Linked DNA regions of Danio rerio: all the other regions are linked to region 2. A link is a contact called in public HiChIP or PLAC-seq data. All regions are on one chromosome and are shown on one strand. Each heading gives the region's core, a stretch centred on a gene start, on an enhancer-like site or on the middle of the called end of the contact. The rest is flanking DNA. Distances are from core to core; before and after follow the strand shown.

Region 1 (3,302 bases), core at 126-2,625, 210 kb after region 2:
GAATTTGCCGTCAACAACATAAAAGCATGGATCCATCCTGCCTTATCAATCATTCAGGCTGGTGGTGGTTGTGTAATGGCGTGGGGAATATTTTCGTGGCACACTTTGGGCTCATTAATACCAATTGCGCATCGTGTCAACACCACAGCCTACTCGAATATTGTTGCTGACCATGTTCATCCCTTTATGACAACAGTGTGCCCATCTTCTGATGGCTACTTCCAGCAAGATAGCACCCCATGTCATAAAGCGTGAATCATCTATGGTTTCTTGAACATGACAATGAGTTCACTGTACTCAAATGACCTCCACAGTCACCAGAGCTCAATCCAATAGAGCACCTTTGGGATGTGGTGGAACGGGAGATTAACATCATGGATGTGCAGCCGACCAATCTGCATCAACTGTGTGATGCTATCATGTCAACATGGAGCAAAATCTCTAAGGAATATTTTCAGTATCTTGTTGAATCTGTGCCACGAAGGATTAAGGCAGTTCTGAAGGCATAAGAGTGTCCAACGCAGTACTAGTAAGGTGTACCTAATAAAGTGGCCGGTGAGTGTATGAGTGGGAAATCCAAACAGATACCATCAGATTTCTATATGGGAAAGTACATACATTCATATTGTTTAAGGAAATGACAGATTGATTCCCTATGTAGCGTCATTGTGTCTTGGCTGGGATTCTTTAGGGTGCTTTGAACTAGCATTTAACTAAAAAGATATGCAGAAAAATCCTCAAAAATTTGAATTTGCCATTAAGTGAAGGAAAAAATTGACATAATAGATGTCTAGTGATTGACTAAATCATCAGCACATAGTCATTATCATTCAGTAAGTGAACTAATGCTTCAATTTACTACCTATGAAATATGCAGCATGTTTAATAAGAGTACAAATCTGTATAGTATATTTCTGAGGAGTGTCTGACCTATTTTATCATGCCTCATTTCCTATGTTAATAACAGGCCTTTTTTTGTAGTCTCCCGAAAATATGGACTCCTCTAAATAACTGGCATTATCAGTATTTAAACACCGCCTTTCTCCGTGAGTGAGCTCAATGTAAGACCATTAAACATCTCCCAGCCAGGACGCGTGTGCGTGAGTGTGCGGTGAGGATGAAATTGTGCAAGACTCACGGAAAGCGGCCTGTCTTTGGGAATCTCCTGCGTCCAATCACATCGCTCTGTTCGTGTCCTAAATGCATTCAAGAGGCTCGACGGCTCGGGCTCATGTAAAGCATGTGTGCGTCGCGCTTTATGCGTGCCGGAGCGTCGCCGCCTGCATTCGCGGACACCGAGAAAAGCAGCGCCGCGGTGGAGCTCCCGGTGAAGACCGACCGCCTTTGCACTCTAAACACCGGACTCCATGTTGTTAGTTTCGGAGGGATGGTTGGTGACGTTGGTGGGGAGGGGAGAGGAGTTTGTGTATCAGCCGCGGTGTGTAACTCTTTCACAGCAGGTTCGGAGATGAACGGCATCCGATCAATGCGGAATAATAGCGGGCGAGTTTAGTGCACTAGCTAGTGCTTGAAGAGGACATGGCTGACTTTAGTTAAAGACGGGAAATTAATTAGCTAGTTGTAGTAAAAAATAATAATAATAAAAACTTTCAAATAGCTACATGAAAGTAAAGATGAAATGTAAAATATTGTATGCAATGTGTGTATGTGTGGCTTTATATACACATCTGATTTCTTTAATCTTTGCCATGATAACACTACATAATAGTTGACTAGGTATCTTTTAAAACACTAGTATTCAGCTTAAAGTGAAATTTAAAGGCTTAACTAGGATAATTAAGCAAGTTTGGGTAATTGGGCAAACCATTGTATAACAGTAGTTTGTTCTGTAAACAATCAAAAACTAATATTGCTTAAAGGAGCTAATAATTTTGACCTTAAAATGGTTTTAAAATATTTAAAACTGCTTTTAATCTGGCCGGGATAAAACAAATAAGACTTTCTCCAGAAGAAAAAATATTATAGAAAAATTTCCTTGCTCTGTTAAACATAATTTATAAATTATTCTATATATGTGTATATATATATATATATATATATATATATATATATATATATATATATATATATATATATATATATATATATATATATATATATATATATATAAATGTGTGTGTGTGTGATTAATGATTTAATTAATATTTTCGAATGTTAAATTATCTAGCCAAGATAAAATGGTGCTGTTCAAAAGTCTAGCCAAAATTTATATAAAAAAGTAAATTATAAATAAAAACTTATGAAAATAAAAAAAATACATTAAAATATTTGACACGTAAAATAAAATATTGTAATATTGATTAATGTAGCTGCCGTGGTGTAACTCTTTTACAGCAGGTTCGGAGATGAACGGCATCTGATCGATGCGGTATATAGGGGACGAGTTTAGTGCACTAGAAGAAGGACATGACTCACTTTAAGAGTTAAAGATGGGAAGTACTCGATTTAAAAATCGATTTTCGCTGTCAATTTCACATTGTTGTTGTATTTGCACAGTCTGCATTTTGCATGTGAAGTTTTTAAACTAATTTCGAGAGGAGCACGTGATATAATTGACCGCAGCTGGCCGCCTATCTACACTCATTAGTTAGCCAGTCAGATCTATCCCAACTTACTATAAATAGCCTAGCTAGAAATTACTCCCTTACCTTCGTTTTCCGAAGAAACCCCCCATCCACCTCCTTTTAAAAAAGGGGAGCTCTCGAGAACCACCTGATCTCGTACTCCCCTTACATGCTCTATGGACCTGGCGGGAGCCCTGGGCTCAACTATCTCCGAGCTCAGGGTTCTCTCCCGGGACAGCATGCCAAACCTGCTTACAGTTGTCAAGCAATATCTAAGTGTGAACTCTTGAACTGTATTTTGTACTGTCCAGAGCCAGCACCTAAGCTTTTCACTCATCCTAGCACACGTGCTGCTGATGATGCGACAATAAAAGTGATTTGATTTGAAATGATAATTAAAACTTAAAAATATATGAAAGAACATATACATAAAATAAATGTTTGAATAAATAAAAAATAAATGCCCCCTTTGATTTTTTTTTCTTTTTAAAATATGTTGTTTAGGGATGTTTAACAGAGCAAGGAAATTTCCACAGTATGTTTGATAATATTTTTTCTTCAGGAGAAAGTCTTGTTTGTTTTATTTCGGCTAGAATAAAAGCTGTTATTAATTTTTTAAAAGTCATTTTAAGGTCAAAATGATTAGCCTATTCTAAAAGATTAGCATCTTTTACAATAACTTTCCTAATTATCCTAACCTGCCTAGTTAACCTAATT
Region 2 (3,437 bases), core at 830-3,329:
CTATATTTTCACTTTGTCACAGTTATTAAATCAGTGTGTCAGTGGCACAGTACAGGCTACGTGTGTGTGTCAAACATTTTGGTGAATTACGTTTGTTTGGGCTGGTTATATATTTGAAAGAAAGAGAAACTGTTGACTTTAGCGATGACAAGGCTTCATTTAAACTGCAGAAGATGCCGTCTGACAACGAGGGGAAAATGCCTCACAGCAGCTGTTTTCCATCCTATTAGATCGCCTTTCTTTAAATGCTCAGTCCAGGACATGGTGCTGATGGACAACAGTGTTAGTTCAAAGAGGATAAAAGCAGGTAAAAACTATCGTTTCAAAGCTGACCAAATGTGACTGCTAACACGCATCAGCTGCCGACCGGAAGTTCTTCGCATTCTCCTTGCGCATACACGCAAAGCATAATGGGTAATTTTGCGTTCCAAGAAAAAGGTCTATACGAGCCCCAAGCGACTAAACACAGGGGATGTTTAAGGACAAAAACGTCTCAAAATACAACATCAGAACAATGTCTTTCTGTTGTTGTTACCATTTAGAATCTGCAAATAACACTTTTCTGAAATCGTATTAAGGAGAAAGTCTGCATGTGTGAATATATAAAAACCAGCTTTACCTCAATGGGATCCAGCCGTGGCCATTATTTTCAAATAATGCAACGAACCAGTCAATTATTTCTTAACCTAAATATATGTGAATATCTCATATCTATTTTCGAATAATAATTTTAGTGTATGGACTGTCATTATGTAACAAAATGTTATTTACACCAGTGGTTCTCAAAGTGGGGGTCGGGACCCCTTGAGGGGTCACGGAACAATGAAGGGGGGGGTCGCCTGGTGATTTCCAAAAATCTACTTATTATTATTAGGCCATAAGAATTACCATATTTTATCCATAACCAACTGAAGAGAAACAAACAGTCGTTTATAGTTACTATAGTAGCTTATTTACTTGTTCTATTGGATTGCGACCCCTGGGGTAAATACATTATATTAAAGACAGCAATAGCTTCAGATGCAGCAGATTGATTTTATAACACCAGGTTAAACTTTCTGGCCCATTTACAGCACTGACATACATAAAAAAAAATAAACGAAGAAGAGACTTTGGTCTATTGGAGTGTGTGTGTTCGCCATTGCATGCAAGTTTTCTGTATTTATAACCACCTCAGAGGGTACTGGGGGTCGCGAGTCACTGGCATTGTTATTTTAGGGGTCGCGTGCTGAAAAGTTTGGGAACCCCTGATTTACACAACAGTAAACGAGTCTTACATACTCTGGCTTAAATTTGTTTTACAAACAGGACACGCACCTGTTGACGCCCACACCATCTTCATACCTCTTAAAAGAGGCAAGTTAACAAATACAACATACTAGTTCGCTTACACGTTTGATATAACGTTAAATACAAGTTACCGCTATATTTTACCTCAAAAGAACAGAGCACAGAGGGCAAACTAGACAAACGCAGTATCCATCACAGATGTGCGGCCATTTTAATGCAGTCAAACAATGGAGGCAGCAGTTCACCGGCGTGCGCAAACCTCGACCACCGTTTAATAAAACATCTGCTCCTTAGGATCGCATTTGTGGAGTTTCGACGACGTTTTACCTGTAAACAACGCTAATTGAGCTCAAAAATGTTTTCTGAGCAAGATAACTTGCGCATTTTGTTATGAGGCACCGATGGACCGAATGAGCTAAAATGGTCGTGACCCTCCCCCGAAACAACTGAAAAACACATCTAATTGTGTTTGAATGATTGTTTTACTAACTAACGACGCAGATAAGACTGCTATTAAACACATTAGGTTTAAAAGTAAGACAAAACGATAATAAAATACTAAATACTCTGTTTTGGGGAATTGTGTGCGTAGCTAACGTGCTAACAGCTAGCCATATACATTTGGCGAATAGATGGCTATATTTCTACGACATTTAACTATTGAAAAACGAATTAAATGCACGTCAAACGAGCCAAATCAATATATTTGCTCATTTTACGAGTTTAACACTTGCATTTTGGGATTATTTTGTCATTTTCCACTCACCAATACAGCGACGAAGATGCGCCCGTCTACTGCTCTGCCGCTGTGGAGAATCAGCGTGCGCTAAACTGGAGCCGCAACATGTGATCTCCCTCAGCCAATAGGATCACCCGATAGAGATTAATGAAAAGAGAGGGTGTGGCTTTTCATTCATTTTTATTTCATTTCAGACTGGCGACTGCAATAGCAAAAACACAGAATCTTTCTTTCTTTCTTTCTTTCTTTCTTTCTTTCTTTCTTTCTTTCTTTCTTTCCATTCCTGCCTTTCCTCTTTTCTTTTTCTTCATCTCTTTCTTTTTTCTTTCTCTTAATTCATTCATTCATTTCTTTCTTTCTTTCTTTCTTTTATTTTTTGTCTTTCCTCGATCCTTCCTTTATTTTTTTCTTTCTTCCTTTCTTCATTTCTGTTTGCTTTTTTTCTTTTTTTCCTTCTTTCTTCCTCACTTATTCTTTCTTTCTTTCTCTACATTCCTTCCTTCCTTTTGTTTTCTTTCTTTTTCTTTATTCCTTATATTCTGTCTTTCTTCCATCTGTCTTTCCTCCTTTCTGTTTTTCTTCCCTTTTCTTTCTTTTATTCTTTCATTCTTCCTTCCTCATTTTTTTACAAATATTTTTCTTCCTTTTTTCTTTCTCTTTCCTTTTCTTTCTTTCTTTCTTTTCTTTCTTTCTTTCTTTCTTTCTTTCTTTCTTTCTTTCTTTCTTTCTTTCTTTCTCTTCCTTTTGTTTTCTTTCTATCTTTTTCTTCCTCCCTTTTTTCTTTCTCTTTCTTCCATACCTCCTTCCTTTCTTTCTTTCTTCTTTCCTTTAATCTTCCCTTTCTTTTCCCTTTCGTTTCAAATTTTTTTGTATTTATCAAAACAATGCAATGCATTAAAATGAGATGTGTGACTTAATATTTACATACATTTCATAAAAAAAATATTTATTTAAAATAATAAATGTAATTAAATTGTATTTTAAATGTATTAAAACATTAATAAATTTGTTTAGACATTTGAATGACAGTTTTACAAACTTATTATAAAATGAGATATGCCTTCTTTAATTAATTCACTCAGATTTGGTTCTACACTCTCAGAAACACGAGCTGTCACTGGGGTGGTACCTCTACAAAAAGTACAAATTTGTACTTAAAAGGTCCATATTAATCCCTCAAGGGTACAGATTAGTACCTAAAAAGTACAAAAGTGTTTCTCTCAAAATTTGTAGATACTAACACTGTATATACTTTTGAGGTATACCAATATGTGTACCTTTTGAAAAGGTACCACCCTAGTGACAGCTCGTGTACCTTTATTTCTGAGAGTGTATGGAAAAAGTAAAAAGGCACACAAACATTTATTTACAAACAATAATTTGCTTTATAATTATTACAGATTCTCCT
Region 3 (3,443 bases), core at 211-2,710, 150 kb after region 2:
TTAAATGCTTATTGTTAGATAATGCATCAATTAGCCTTTCTTTGATTATCTGGGAACGTCTAAGTCTCTAAGACTGAAAGCTTGTCTATTAGACAAAAGAAATGGAATCTGCAATCTTTTTATAACTTTGTCCTTGTTTTTTTTTAGCTTTATTATTTGTTTATTTAATTACTCTGTAATGTTTATTTAATTTGTTTACTTAATTTAGTTTTGTTATTTTTATTAAAATCATATAGGGGTCAGTGATGGATAGTATCTTATTACTCAATGTAAATTTCTCTTTTGTTTTTGCACTAAATATGTTCAATAAAAATATACCTGGAAATAATATAATACATTAATTAATGTTAACTCATAAATTGTTACGTCCAATTCTATAAATATAACTTGTCATCTTAACTAATTTTATTGTCATCCTGATTTTTTTTCTCAACATATTATTAAAATGTAAATAAAATTAAATTAAGAATTATCAAACTTTTGCATTTATTATAATTTCTGATATTCAAATACCTTATTTTAAAATTAAATTACTGATCCTATACATACAACTGAGGCCCTCTCGTGCAATATTCTTTTTCAAATATTTCTCAATTGATATTTAATGGAATAAGGAAACTTTTAAAGTAATTTCCTATAATATTTTTTCTTCTGGAGAAAGTCAGATTTGTTTTATTTCGGCTAGAATGAAAGCAGGTTTTAATTTTAATAAAAAAATATTATTAGCCCACATAAGAAATATATATATTTTTTCATTTGGCTAAAAACAAACCATGGTGGCACAGTGGGTAGCACAATCACCTCAGAGCAAGAAGCTCGCTGGTTCGAGCCTCAGCTGGGTCAGTTGGCATTTCTGTGTGGAGTTTGAATGTTCTCCCTGTGTTCGTGTGGGTTTCCTCCGGGTGCTCCGGTTCCCCCACAGTCAAAAGACATGCGCTATACAGTAGGTGAACTGAATACGCTAAATTGGCCATAGTGTATGTGTGTGAATGAGTGTGTATGGATGTTTCCCAGGGATGGGTTGCAGCTACAAGGGCATCCGCTGCGTAAAACATATGCTGGATAAGTTGGTGGTTCATTCCACTGTGGTGACCACAGATTAATAAAGAGACTAAGCTGAAAATGAATGAACAAACAAACCATTGTTATACATTGTTAATGACTTGTCTAATTAACCTAACTGAATTATTGACATTTAACATCTCAATTACCTTTGTAATGAGGCTAAAATTAACATTAAAAAAGAATTGTACTCCATTGTTAATGACAACTAACTGTTCGTTATTGTAAAGTGTCTCTAAAAATGCAGGAGCTGCGAGAAATTAAACAAACTAGGCCTTGTGGTTGTTTGTTTTTGAGCCGGATCAGCCTTGATTCTCAGTTTTTCCGCCTGATGTGATGTAAGACACAGGACTGGAATGTTGCTGTATTTAAAAGAGACGCAACTGTGTGAGTATAGTTTGTGTTTCAGTGATTTCCTCATCCTGTCAGCCTTAGATCTCTGATAGCGTCCCTGCATGTTTTCCTGCCTCTTTTTTTTTTTCCACCATTGTTTGTCTGTTATGTTTGCAGTCGTGTCTGAGCCGTTTGTTTTAGTTCATCGTATACACACCTTCATCAATCCACAGTAGATCATCTGTCATTTGCTTTTTCGTGCCGAGGTTGCTGGGAAATTTATGCGTCATCCGATGAGATCTGGGTTTTGTGCAGAGACTGCTTATTCACACTGTATGATAGAGTAATGATAGATGACAGCGTTAATATATAATACATACAAAAGCTCACAGAAAAGTAAATAGCATTAATGGTTTGAATAAATCTGATTATTACACATTGACTAACTGAATTAAACAAATGTTTGGACTAGAGTTGCATGATTCTGGATAAACAATGTAGAAATGTGCAGCAAAGGTGTACTAAAATTTGAATACTAAGAATTTTGGTATAGATATTGTCTAAACAAAATGACCCTTACAGAATTTAGCAAGATTTTTAGGCTATTATAGTAAAAGTAACTCTTTTTGTCATAAAATTACACCTGTATAAGCATTATATTAGCCGGCAGCTCTCTGCAACTCTCACATGGTCACCCACTGAAGCTAAGCAGGGCTGCGCCTGGTCAGTACCTGATTGGGAGACCACATGGGAAAGCTAGGTTGCTGCCGGAAGTGGTGTTAGTGAGGCCAGCAGGGGGCGCCCAACCTGCGGTCTGTGTGGGTCCTAATGCCCCAGTATAGTGACAGGGACTCTATAGAGTGGAGGAACTATGACGTCAATTTGTATGCAAAAACCCGGAAGCGAGTTAGCATTTTAGCACTTCCGGTTCCCTCGTCCCAAAGTCAATGGGTTTTTTGAATGGGGTTTCAGTAAAATTGCTTAAATAAGGTCCGTGGCTAACACCAACTCAATATACTTTCACGTTTTGTTCTACGACATAAAACACATCAGTTACGGCACACTCTTCAACTTTTAAATCGATTATGCTTCTTTAAAAAGACGGTTGCTATCAAGTTGCTAAATGAGACTACAGGCGGCGTCGGGGACATTATACGTCATCGAGCTGATCTGGTCTGAAGAGCAGCTCGCTTGTGTTGGGCGTTTGGATTTGTCTGTGATTTAAGTATTTTCATGAATAGTATTTTATAGTTTGTTGTATTATTCTAATTGAGAATTCAGATTGTGTGTAGATAATTCCTTCACATGTAAAGGCTGTCGAGACAGACTAATTTGTTGATCATTTATTTTAATTAAACGATAATATGAAGATACTGCTCAGTGCAGCCTGTTTCTTTCCTGCTCTCAGTAATGCAAACGTGTAAATAAATGTGTAAAAATACAGACATATTAACTGTCATTTTAACGTGATCAAGTGATTTCCCGTCTTTTTTTCTTCATCTGAACACATTTAACTGCAGTATTTACACTCCTCCATAAAACGTATAGCAGATGTGACTTTATGGGCTGTTTTTTGCTGTACTTCGTGACACAAAAGGAATATTGAATGTTGCTCTGTGTCCATGATGATGAAACTTGCAGGCATTTGATAGACTTGTTCCTCCTCACGCCTCATTTCTGTCGTCTGTTTAAGGTAAGCGGGCTGTGCGCACGCGAGCGATACACTTATTTAAATATGTCTCATAATAATACTATATAGGCAGATTTATACACATTTTTAAATCCGCAAAGCAAAACAGATGTATTTCCCACGTAAAAACGATCTAAAAGGCACAAAGGTCTATGTGTGTTTGCGTATTTATTAGTTTATAATATATAGCGTGGATTACAATATAATAAACAGAGAGATTAACTCTTTGTCATGGACATTATTTCTAAAAATAAGCTTGATAAGTCGTCTGTAGCAGGGTGGGGCTGACGTCACTGACGAGCGCCCCGAGGGCGCTGTAGTCCGTTTATAGCCTAATGTTAGCTTTTTAACTCTTGCG

Evidence for each region. HiChIP or PLAC-seq counts read pairs in DNA pulled down with a chosen protein or histone mark.
Region 1: a contact with region 2 is called in an H3K4me3 HiChIP or PLAC-seq map of embryo, with 2.9 times the contacts expected there. The contact joins the promoter of wizb here to the promoter of ilf3b in region 2. A contact is called at or near these places in 2 of 4 datasets of contacts at active chromatin or transcription factors (embryo and gastrula embryo).
Region 3: an H3K4me3 HiChIP or PLAC-seq map of embryo shows a contact between it and region 2, with 3 times the contacts expected there. The contact joins the enhancer-like site here to the promoter of ilf3b in region 2. A contact is called at or near these places in 4 of 18 Hi-C or Micro-C datasets (caudal fin, embryo, hematopoietic stem cells and 1 more) and 2 of 4 datasets of contacts at active chromatin or transcription factors (caudal fin and embryo).

The regions. Positions count from the first base shown.
Region 1 is chr3:12,168,723-12,172,024 of GRCz12tu, reverse strand. It overlaps wizb (WIZ zinc finger b), which reads right to left and starts at 1,375. Exons shown (of 18, transcript XM_073944193.1): 1 at 1,139-1,375.
Region 2 is chr3:12,377,246-12,380,682 of GRCz12tu, reverse strand. ilf3b (interleukin enhancer binding factor 3b) reads right to left here and starts at 2,079. Exons shown (of 19, transcript NM_212599.1): 1 at 2,057-2,079.
Region 3 is chr3:12,228,333-12,231,775 of GRCz12tu, reverse strand. No RefSeq gene overlaps it. Among named protein-coding and RNA genes, the nearest start is that of wizb, 59 kb to the right of the region's middle. Within about 2 kb of position 1,460, at least 3 of the 62 cell types and tissues checked have an H3K27ac peak or open chromatin away from gene starts, as enhancers often do.